Regions from separate parts of the Zea mays genome. Here region 1 is linked to region 2. Evidence: chromatin contacts called from public Hi-C data. All regions are on one chromosome and are shown on one strand. The core of a region is the stretch at or near the end of the contact, and the rest is flanking DNA. Distances in the headings are between cores, read along the strand shown. Region 1 has its middle 31 kb from the start of LOC100383218. Region 2 has its middle 13 kb from the start of LOC100191247.

Region 1 (5,853 bases), core at 3,132-5,631, 310 kb after region 2:
TTGGTTTGGCAGAATTTGTAGTTCAGCCTTGTGATAAATCTCATAAAGCTTACGAGCTGAACTAGAAGAAATATCCTGTTCAAAAGTCCCAAATATAACACAACACATATCAACATCACATATTACTATAGCTAATTAATTTGCTGGATTATTTGAGGTACGTAGGTAGTTACCCTGCTCCAAGGTGCGCAATTTTTCCTGAAAATACAATTCAGACAAGCACCATGCATCAATGACACAAGCTAGAGCATGTAGATGTAGTAGGAAAGATAGGTCGTACAGAAACAAGGGGACTGACCATAAAGTTGGATCCAGCCGGATGGAACCAGGGTAGAGATGGTAGAACAGGCTATGAAGATTGCAATCTTCACGGCCCACCATCCGCAGTGCCATGAATTCCTACGGTCATTCACCTTGACCGTGCGGACAGTGGAGATGAACATGACCATAAAGAAGAGCTGGACGTTTTGTTAAGGTCTGACGACGCGCACTTTAGCTAATAAATAATGGAAACCAATTCAAATTTGAAGATAAGAAATTTAGTAGTAGCTAGGAATAGGATACGAAGAAGGCATGGCTCGTGGCGAGCACGCTCTCAGCTGCGTAACAGTCCCGATCACCCTGACAGCCGCCAACTCGCTGATTCAGGAAGTAGGAGCTGTGGTTCTCTCTTGAGAACCACGCAACCACGTTCGCTACGAGGAAGAGAGCCGCATAGAGGTATCTGACGTTCATAGGGCTGAGGCCCTGGTAGAAGAAGCCACAGTTCATCGTCATCCGTGCTTTGCTTGGCTGTCTGCCTGCAGCGGATATATATATTTCATTATTCACAGTATTGCTATATTTTAGAGAAATAGGATTGGCGTACGTATATATAATCAAATTAGCTACTGCATGCTAGACAGTGGCGGAGCCGGCCGGCATAAAACTGTCACCGCCGCTGCGCTGCATGCCGCCCGCCGGAGCAGGCGATTGGGGCATCGGCGCCCTGAGGAGCGCCTCTTCATCGTCCCCGCCCACGTACGCGCCTTACTGTGACTGGCTCCCGCCTCCGGCCTCCCCACAGCTACATACTGCTAGCAGCTAGCTAGATCCATAGATACATATGGTGCTCACCTGCAGAGATGCACTGAATGTGGAGAAGACCTCTCCAACACAACGGGCGAGGCGATCAACCAACAGTAGTGCAGTGTGAGCGCGTTGGACGAGAGCGAGAGGCGAGAGATCAAGCAGCTGCCGATGGAAGCAAGAGCTAGTTAGTTCATATAGGCACAGGGACGGGCAGGGTAGGGTCTACCTTTCGTCGATCGTCGTCCATGTTCTACTGAGATTAGTTGTCTCGGCCTTGGTTACATGCTTTGCTCCGATCCCATCCCATGGTGCCGTTGCATCCCGTGCTGTGGATGTCAATCGATGCAACACCAGAACGGGACTCAGGCCGTTGAGAGGGCGTTCTTCGGGCTTTCGAAGAACAGAGACACGTCCTGGCCGGGGCTAGTGATTGCCGCCCTTAATTTGCCCTAGGCCTTTGGCATTCTTTCTGCTTGGTACATTCCCCGTGGCTTTAATTTGGTGACGAGGAGGTCTAATATGGAGCAGCAGCAGTATGCCAGTATCATATCAAGCTGTCCAAGCCCTTCAATGGTAGATTCTGCAGAACTCGATTTCGTCCCTTTCAGAGGCAGCAAAGTGGTGATACAACTAAAAAGCAGTGCTTAGGAATAGACGCATTGTGAGATGAATTTTATCTCATCAGACGCAATGTGAGAAACACAACGAAATGTAATGTTGGACCAACTTATTTGATATCTCATCAGACGCAATGTGAGAAACACAACGAAATGTAATGTGAGAAACACAACATATGGAAGATTCTGCACACAACCTTATTTGACCAGCAGTGATAGTCCAAAGTGATTTTATGATATCTTGGACCAACTTGTTACTGATCTCTAAATGTAATGTTGGTTTTGTACTCTGCACACCAGGGGTTAATGCCCAATCCTAAGAAAAAAAATCTTTTGTCATATTTACAAAGAGAAAGACAGACTAAATACCTTGTCAATGGCTCAGTTGGCCCCACTAGTCAGTGACTGATGATTTGGTGTCATCATGACGAAGCCCTCCAATCCTCTTGTTGTCTCTTTCAAGCATTTGCATCCCATCCTCAAGTTGTAATCCCTTAAATGAATTAATATGTTTGTTTGTTTGTTTTGCAATTGGTTACTAATATCTCCATTAGGGATGTAAATGGTATGTTATATTATCCATCAGTATTCAGATTTTCTTTAAGAGAGCTTAAATTTGATCTGTATTTGAGTCTGATTATTTAGTCATGTCTGTATCTAATTTATATCCGCATCTGTATACTCAAAGTTGGCTATTTAAGATGTCGATATACATTTAAACATTATCTGACACCACTCGATAATATCCTAATCTGAAGAGAAAATATGAAAACAGATATGAAACGAGTAATATTTGTTCGTATTCTAATCTCCATCTCTACATTTGATGCATGACATCTTTGTATTTAAATTAGGTTTAGGAAATTGCGCTAGCCTGTACACCGTACACATTCACACTGAATTTGGCTTCCTACATTATGTTATTTTAACAATGTAATAGCAAGATTATAGGTTCAGAAAGGTGGCGGAGGTCCATTTCTTTGCATGATAATTGAATGCTCCATCAATTACTTAGTGAACAACAATAACAAAGCCTTTTAGTCGTAAACATGTTAGGGTATGCTTCGAGGTTGTTGATCTCTTGATCAAGCTCCTTGCCTTGTGATTCTAGGTTGATAGCCTTCCTTTTTTGGTTTCTTGCCTCCCTAAGGAGAGCTTCGTCCCCTTGGTTGGTGTCCAAGGTCCTAATGATGGAGCCAGTTGTTGTTGCCTTCTTCTACGGCATGATGTAAGTTGTTGTTGTGGTCGTGAGATCAACGAAGGTGGGCGTCAATGTTGGTACTTGATTTCAATTCCCTAAAGGTATTGAAAATCAAGGCAACACAAGTTAAATATTTGAACCTTCGTCCTTTGGTTTAACACTTCTACAAAGCATTAGCGTGTAGAACGAAGGTTTTCAAAAGGAAGTGTGAATGAAATGATATGGAAACACAATGTAAAGTGTTGTATGGAACTCATAGCATTTTTATTCCATCATCCTTTATATCTAATGAGTTTACAAGTATACCATCGGCTTCTTAACACAAGATGGCACAAAGGTTCGTTGAAGGCTAAGCAACACGAAGCTATAGCCCTCAAAAAAGGTACCTTATACATGGCATTGTTCATCTATTTAAAGGGAAGACGAACCGCCTTCGTACAAAATTACAATCATGTCCCTCAAGGTTTACACACATTATTTACAAATGACATCAGGGTAATATTGTATTTTCTCCTTTCTTTGTTGCGCAAGTCTTGACCTTCGTCGTGTGGAAGCATCTTTGTGCCGAGGCTTATAGCTTCGAGTTTTGTCCTTTCTAACCGTGTATGTTGAGCAAAGCTTTTCTCTTACACTGCTTCGTCTATTGTCGATAGCTCTTCAGACAAGGCTTAGCTTTGTCTGATATTAGCTGTATACCTGGAATTTAATTGTTCACTTCGAAACAAAGGTCACTTGAGGACCTTTGTCAAAGGTACTCAAAGTTAAATCAATAAGAAAGGTTTTTTAAACTATAAATTGTTTGTGGTGATTACTCCTTTCATGAATTATTTATATTTAGAAGTGTTTATCTAATAACTAATTAGTATAAAAAATATGATTTGCATCCATGCTGAGTTTTTAGTTGTTGCATCTAAAATTAGATTTGAAGTTGAATTATATTTGAATCCAAAACTAAATTTGGAAAACCTTGAAAAGAAAGAAATCAGAAAACAAAATAGAAAAAAGTAAAATACGAACTATTCTTGGGCTGGATCCCTTTCCCAGCCCAAGCGACCTCGCTGCATAGCCGACCAGATCATTAGCCATCACGCGTGGCCCAAACCAACATTTCACTACACCACGGCCCGCATCTCTCCTTTTTGACGCTGGCGCGTGGTCCCGCACCTCAGCCATGCATGAGGTCACTAGCAAATGGGACAGCCCTGCCAACACCTTCATCCAGCTGTAATCACAACCAACTCGTGCAACCCAACTCGATCTAAATCCACCGTGATTGCTCGTCGGCGAACCAGGGGCGCCATGAAGCCACCATGTCACATGGACTGAAGCATGTCTCCACCGTCGCCGGTAAGAACACATTTATCTTATTTGCCTTCTTCGTCTTGTAGTGCATGTCGGGGTTAGATTTGGGTCACCAGTATGTTGGTTTGGCCAAACTCCGGCCAACCTCAAGATCCCTAGACATCGATTGGTTAGACCCGATCTGAGCCGTCGATCGAGCGATGAACGGTGTAGAGCAGATCGCGACATTTTAAATCTCGGTCGTAGGTCATTGATCCAAGGATCGTGATGGCGTGTCGGTTCATGGTATCGAGCGTCTAATTTAGGTCGTCGATCGGTTCAGGCGTACCCATAAATAGCTACCATGGCGCTTTTCATAAAGAGCCCTTGGGGAAAATGAGAATTACCCGCCATCTAGACAGTTTAAGGGCATGTTTGTTTACCCCCCAGATTATATAATCTGGATTAAATAATCCTAAGAGGCAAACAAACAGTCTAGCTTATTTGCCCAGATTATATAATCTAACCCCTTGGATTATGATAATCCATAAGCAAGTGAGGAGGTGCTTATTTCAGATTATTTTTTCCCACTTCCCCACTACCCTTTCAAGTTTCCTAGAAATTACCCACCATTGCCATTATAATCTACCGAATCGTTTTTGCGCCTATCGGATCGGAGAAGCCCGCCGCCCAACAGAAACACGCCAAATAATCTGGGTAAACAAACAGGACTACTCAGATTATATAATCCAAATTATATAATCCAGATTATATAATCCTCCAAAAATAATCCAGATTATATAATCCATTGGGGTAAACAAACAGGCCCTAAGAATCAATCAAAGTAGGTACTCGAATTTACACCGAGCACCCTAAGTTCCTCAATTTTTATACCAGCCCTCCACCAACGCTTGATTTTTGTCAAATTAAAATCTGAAAATCCATTTTTGATATTAAAAAAGTCCAAAAACTTGTAAATCTTGATCGTTTTAACTCCGATTTTAGTGGTTCTCGAACCTACGATTACGTCTCGACCCGTAAAATATTATTATGTTGTTTGTTTGCATGTTTGGTGTAATGTTATTTGTATCCATTATTTGCTTATTTGTATGTATTGCTACAAATAAAAGTGAGGTGACGGGAATTTGAAGACCAACTTTGAGGAGTACCTGTAATTGCAAGTAATGGCAAGTTATGTCCTTGATCACATTCTTTGACCTAATAATGTTCATGATTCCGATAATCACTATGGCACTGTTAGGCTAAATCTGATGGGATCTAATAGGTTACCTAGTTTTGTTCACCCTACACTTTGCATACAAATGAATTTTTGGGTAGTTCTGCTATTGCTCTATCTTGTTTTGGGTGCCATACTATATGTGAATCATGATCATGCTTATTACTATTGTTACCTGTTTATGAGTTATTTATGATACATGATTAGATCATTTTGTTAACTGGAACATGGAGCTTAACCTGAGATAACAGTGCTACCACAAGAGTGGTATGGGACGTCCTTGGCCAATTAATTAGGAAATATGGTATGTGAGAGCCTTACCCGAAAGGAGCAAGCAGGGAGGAGTTGCGCAAGTATAGGGAGGTTCTCAGGTCGATCTGTGTGTGATAGCTATTTGGACAAGGGATTCATATATCCCACTACCTGAATTCATAGCGGGTTTTCTC
Region 2 (6,143 bases), core at 3,016-5,515:
GGCCATTGAGGAAAGCACTTTTCACGTCCATTTGATAAAGCTCAAAGCCATGGTAAGTAGCATAGGCAAGTAATATATGAATTGACTCAAGCCTAGCTACGGGTGCATAGGTTTCATCGAAATCCAAACCTTCGACTTGTGAATAACCTTTGGCTACAAGTTGGGCTTTGTTCCTTGTCACCACACCATGCTCATTTTGCTTGTTGTGGAATACCCACTTGGTACCTACAACATTTTGGTTAGGACATGGAACTAAATGCCATACCTCATTCCTTATGAAGTTGTTGAGCTCCTCTTGCATAACCACCACCCAATCTGAATCTCGTAGTGCATCCTCCATCCTGTATGGCTCAATAGAGGACACAAAAGAGTAATGTTCACAGAAATGAGCAACTCGAGATCTAGTGGTTACCACCTTGTGAATGTCACCAAGTATGAGTTGACGGGGTGATCTCTTTGAATTGCTTGGTGGACTCTTGGGTGTGGCGGTCTTTGATCCCGAATCTCCTGATCATCTTCCTTGTCATTATTGTCTTCATCTCCCCCTTGATCAATGTCCTCCTCTTGAGGTGGCTCATCGTCTTGATCTTCATCTTCATCTTCTTGAGCCTGATCCTTATCTTGAGTTGGTGGAGATGCTTGCATAGAAAATGATGGTTGATCTTGTCCTTGTGACGGCTCTTCGGATTCTTTTAGACACACATCCCCAATGGACATGTTCCTTAGCGCGACGCACGGAGCCTCTTCATCATCTAATTCATCAAGATCAACTTGCTCCACTTGGGAGCCATTAGTCTCATCAAACACAATGTCACAAGAAACTTCAACTAATCTAGTGGACTTGTTAAAGACTCTATATGCCCTTGTGTTTGAGTCATAACCTAGTAAAAAGCCTTCTACTGCTTTAGGAGCAAATTTAGAATTTCTACCTTTCTTAATAAGAATAAAGCATTTGCTCCCAAAGACTCTAAAATAAGAAATGTTGGGCTTCTTACCAGTGAGGAGTTCATACGATGTTTCTTGAGGATTCGGTGAAGATATAACCCGTTGATGGAGTAGCAGGCGATGTTAATCATCTCGGCCCGAAACCGATCCGGTGTCTTATACTCATCAAGCATGGTTTTTGCCATGTCCAATAGAGTTCTATTCTTCCTCTCCACTACACCATTTTGTTGAGGTGTGTAGGGAGAAGCGAACTCATGCTTGATGCCCTTCTCCTCAAGAAATCCTTCGATTTGAGAGTTCTTGAACTCCTTCCATTGTTGCTTCTAATCTTTTTGATTCTCAATCCGAACTCATTTTGAGCCTGTCTTAAGAATCTCTTCAAGGTCTCTTGGGTTTGAGATTTTTCCTACAAAAAGAATACCCAAGTGAAGCGAGAATAATCATCCATAATAACTAGATAGTACTTACTCCCGTCGATGCATATGTAAGCTATCAGGCCGAATAGGTCCATGTGGAGTAGCTCAAGTGGCCTGTCAGTCGTCATGATGTTCTTGTGTGGACGATGGACTCCAACTTGCTTCCCTGCTTGACATGCGCTACAAATCCTGTCTTTCTCAAAATGAACATTTGTTAGTCCTAAAATGTGTTCTCCCTTTAGAAGCTTGTGAAGATTCTTCATCCCAACATGGGCAAGTCAGCAATGCCAGAGCCAACCCATGTTAGTCTTAGCAATTAAGCAAGTGTCTAGTTCAGCTTTGTTATCATTAAAATCAACTCAATACAGCTGACCATCTAACACTTCCTTAAATGCTATTGAATCATCACTTCTTCTAAAGACAGTAACACATATATTAGTAAAAATACAGTTGTAGCCCATTTTGCATAATTGAGAAACAGAAAGCAAATTGTAATCTAAAGAATCTATGAGAAAAACATTAGAAATGGAATGGTCAGGGGATATAGAAATTTTACCGAAACCTTTGACCAAACCTTGATTTCCATCCCCGAATGTAATAGCTCGTTAGGGATCTTCATTTTTCTCGTATGAGGAGAACATCCTTTTATCCCCTGTCATGTGGTTTGTGCACCCGCTATCGATTATCCAACTTGATCCACCGGATGCATAAATCTACAAAACAAATTTAGGCCTTGTTTTTAGGTACCCAAATGGTATTGGGTCCTTTCACATTAGAAACAAGCACCTTGGGTACCCAAACGCAAGTTTTTGGACCCTTATGTTTGCCCTCAACATATTTAGCAACTACTTTGCCTGATTTGTTAGTAAGCACATAAGAAGCATCAAAAGTCTTAAATGAAATGTTATGCTCATTTGATGCATAAGGAATTTTCTTCTTAGGCATTTTGATATGAGTGGTATGCCTAGAACTAGAAGCCTCATTTCTATACATAAATGCATGATGATAAATAGAATAAGGTTTCCTAACATGAATTTTCCTAATCTTATGCTCAGGATAGTTTGTAGGATATAAAATATAGCCCTCTCTATCCTAAACCATGGGTGTCTTACCCTTAACAAAATTAGACAATTTCTTGGGGGCATTAAGCTTGACATTGTTTTGACTAACTTGTTGAAAACCAATGCCATCCTTAATGCCAGGGCGTCTCCCATTATAAAGCGTGCTTATAGCAAATTTAAAATTTTCATTTTCTAGCTCATGCTCGGCAATTTTAGCAGTTAATTTAGCTATGCGATCAGTTTGTTGTTTAATCATAGCAAGGTGATCTTTAATAGCTTCAATATTAACATCTCTACATCTAGTGCAAATAGTAACATGCTCATCAGTAGATGTAGAGGGTTTGCAAACATTCAATTCATCAATCTTAGCATTTAAATTAGCATTCTCATTTCTAAGACATGAAATTGAATCATTGCAAATGCTAAGCTCCTTAGACAAATTTTCACATTTTTCGACTTCTAGAGCATAAGCATTTTTCAATTTAACAAAATTTTTTGTTTTCCTTAACGAGTAAGTCCTCTTGGCATTCCAAGAGATCATCCTTCTCGTTAATGGTTTCTATTAATTCATTTAATTTTTTCTTTTGGTCCATGGTAAGGTTGGCAAAGAGAGAAACTAAGTCATCTTCATTATCACTAGAACTACCCTCATCATCAGATGTAGTATATTTGGGGGTATTTCTAGAATGTACCTTCTTCTTCTTGCCATCCTTCGCCATGAGTCATTTGTGGCCGATGTTGAGGAAGAGGAGACCTTTGTTGATGGCGATGTTGGTGGCGTCCTCGTCTGAGGAGGAGTCGGTGGAGCTCTCATCGGAGTCCCATTCCTGCACCATATGCGCCTCGCCACCCTTCTTCTTGTAATACTTCTTCTTCTCCATCTTCTTCTTCCCCTTCTTGTCGTCGTCCCTGTCACTTTTACTAGAATATGGACATTTAGTTATAAAGTGACCGGACTTACCACACCGGTAACACACCCTTTTAGAGCAGGGCTTATAGTCCTTCCCCCTCCTTTGCTTGAGGATTTGATGAAAGCTCTTAATGATAAGAGCCATCTCCTCATTGTCGAGCTTGGAGGCATCGATTGGAAGCCTACTTGGTGTAGACTCCTCCTTTTCTTCCGTTGCTTTGATTGCAACGGGTTGCACCTCGGGTGTAGAGGTGGCGCCTTGCTCCAAGTTGACAATATGTTTGGAGTCTTTGATCGTAACGCCCTAAATCTAGCAAAAGCAAACAACCCTATTTGGATTATAAAATTTTAGTAGAAAGGAAAATATTTATGTTTTCAAATAAGGAAGCATTGATTTGAAGAATTTATTGAATAGATAAAATTACCAAGTGTTGTTGCACTCATGCCGAAGCATATATTTTGTTTGAATTGATTTGATTTATGAATTTGATCTTGTGAAGAAAATCTCATTTTACAAAACAATAATGAATTGCTAAAATAAGGTTTTCGGAAAATATGTATATTAATAATTTTAGTTTATAATGGTAATTAGGGTAATAAGTTTTTCATTTAATTGTGTGTCATTTATTTGCATTTGGAATAATTTTGATTGCGCACGATTGGTTTTTGAATATTTAATAACATTTCTTCTTGAAGGAAAATTCACAAAAATAATATAATTATTAGTCAAAAATAAATATTATATTTATAAATAAATTTGGGTTAATTATTATGATTTTTAGGGTTATTTAAAAATGTATTTCGAATCTAGGAAAAGGGAATAAAAAAAGAAGAGAAAAAAACACAAAACCTAATCCTACCGGCCGTTTGGCCCATAAGGCCCAACAGCCGACCGCGCCTCCTGCTCCCCTTAACCTAGCCGCCACTTTGATGGAGCCAGACGCACCCTCGCTTCCCCTGCACAGCCATCGCCGCCGCCATTCCTTCTCCCTCCTCCCTGCTCTAGCCACCAGGATTCGAAGCCGAGGACCCGCGACACCAGGCCGAGCACCCCTGCCCGAATGTGCCGAGCGCGCGACCCCGCCAGGAAGCCCCAGCCGCGACCCTGCGAGACGACCCGCCGCCCTTCGCCCTGACGCGCTCCAACCCGCGCCCCTGCAGCGACCGAGCCGCCCCATGCGCCTAGTGACACCGTCGCGCCGCTCGCCCTGCCGCACTCGGCCGGCCCCTGCATCGCGCACGCGCTGTTCCGCGTCAGGCCGACCGCGACCGAACCACAGCCCGCGCCGTGACAACACCGACGCTTCGGCTGGACCCGAAATCGAAGCTGTCATTCCTCTTCCCTCCCCATTCCTCTCCCCGTTAATGGTGATAATGGCGACGTTGTGATGGCCGTCGTTTCTTCTTCCTCCCCGGCACCCTCTCATTTTCCCTCTCCTCCTCTATAAATTAGACAGTCATGCTCATGAGCTCTCCCTCCCCAAACTCGCCATCTCTTTCTCGCTCTCTTTGCTCTCGCCATAGGCCGCCCCCGCATCGTCAAACGTCGTCACAAGAGCTTGTGCCCATCGCGCCGGAGCTCGTCCGCGCAGCACCTCGGCACCCGCAGCAACGCCACGTGCCCGTCGTCGAGCCCCTGCTCACGTCGTGCCCAGCTCGCCGTCGTGAAGCTCGTCGTGGGACCATTCGCATCCGTACGCCGTTCGCCATCCCTGGAGCCTCACCGGAATTCGCGTCCAACGCCGAGCCTCGTCCGCACCGCGACCGAATCCCTCCATTCACCACAAGGTTGAAGACAACCCGAATATTTTTATAACTCCAAAATCATGTTTTAAATTAATTCATGAATTTGGTAATTATTCGTTGTGATTTGGAATTCATGCGTAAACGATTGATTTTGAGTATTTGTGCGATGAATTAGTGAATGTTTTTAGACGTGATATTGGTTTACGATTTCTTTAGAATTTGGGATTGGAAAGAGGAATGATAGGTTTTGGTAGACCATGTGTTAGTGATGAAAACACTAGATAAATAATATGTTAGTTAATTTTGTTTATGACGAATTTTAGAATTTATCTAAAAAATTATATTCATAAGTGCATTTAAACCCACTAAATAGATAATAAAAGCTTCTCTTAACATATATTGAGTAAGCGGTATAGAATTCATAACAATACAAATATTATAGTATAAACAGTGGTTTAATGTATTATTAGATGTTTTGATCTCTAATTATTATAATGGCATTTTTCTTTTAGAAAGAAAAGATAAATCTAAAATGAGATCACTATTCATAGTATAAATAATTAGGTAATAATTAGTTTATTTCTATAGAATTGGTTAAGTCATTACACCTAGGCCACGTATTCTTGGTCAAATAATAATATAGATTTTTCTAGTCATGATAAATATAAGTATAACACTTAATTACTTAGAATTAGTAAAATACTTGTTTATGTCATAATAACCATGAATATGTTATTAAAAGTCCAATTAGTAATTTACAATTAATTCTTAGAATATAAATGTTAGAAGAATTATAAATAAATAATTTTTAGTTATACGTATAATTTCTATTTAGAAAAGAAAGGAGAAAACAAAAAGAATAGAATTTTATAATAATAAAAGGGCTTAATTAAGTGCTCACACCGTCATAACGAAAATGATAGTTTATACATAATTTCCTTTCTAATAAATTAGATCATTTGTGCTTACAATAGAATTGAAGATAATTAATAGATTAATTATCCTTTATCATAATTTATTAACCAAACCGATAGTCAATTTGTTCTTAACTAAATTTATGGCATG

Evidence for each region. A called contact is a pair of places that touch in the nucleus more often than the background predicts.
Region 1: a contact with region 2 is called in a Hi-C map of tassel, with 2.0 times the contacts expected there. The contact joins two enhancer-like sites. A contact is called at or near these places in 2 of 25 Hi-C or Micro-C datasets (ear and tassel).

The regions. Positions count from the first base shown.
Region 1 is chr4:226,670,145-226,675,997 of Zm-B73-REFERENCE-NAM-5.0, forward strand. It overlaps the pseudogene LOC103654679. Among protein-coding and RNA genes, the nearest start is that of LOC100383218, 31 kb to the right of the region's middle. Within about 2 kb of position 4,382, at least 18 of the 20 cell types and tissues checked have an H3K27ac peak or open chromatin away from gene starts, as enhancers often do. A contact at or near this core is called in ear and tassel, where this site is marked.
Region 2 is chr4:226,359,591-226,365,733 of Zm-B73-REFERENCE-NAM-5.0, forward strand. No RefSeq gene overlaps it. Among protein-coding and RNA genes, the nearest start is that of LOC100191247, 13 kb to the left of the region's middle. Within about 2 kb of position 4,266, at least 15 of the 20 cell types and tissues checked have an H3K27ac peak or open chromatin away from gene starts, as enhancers often do. A contact at or near this core is called in ear and tassel, where this site is marked.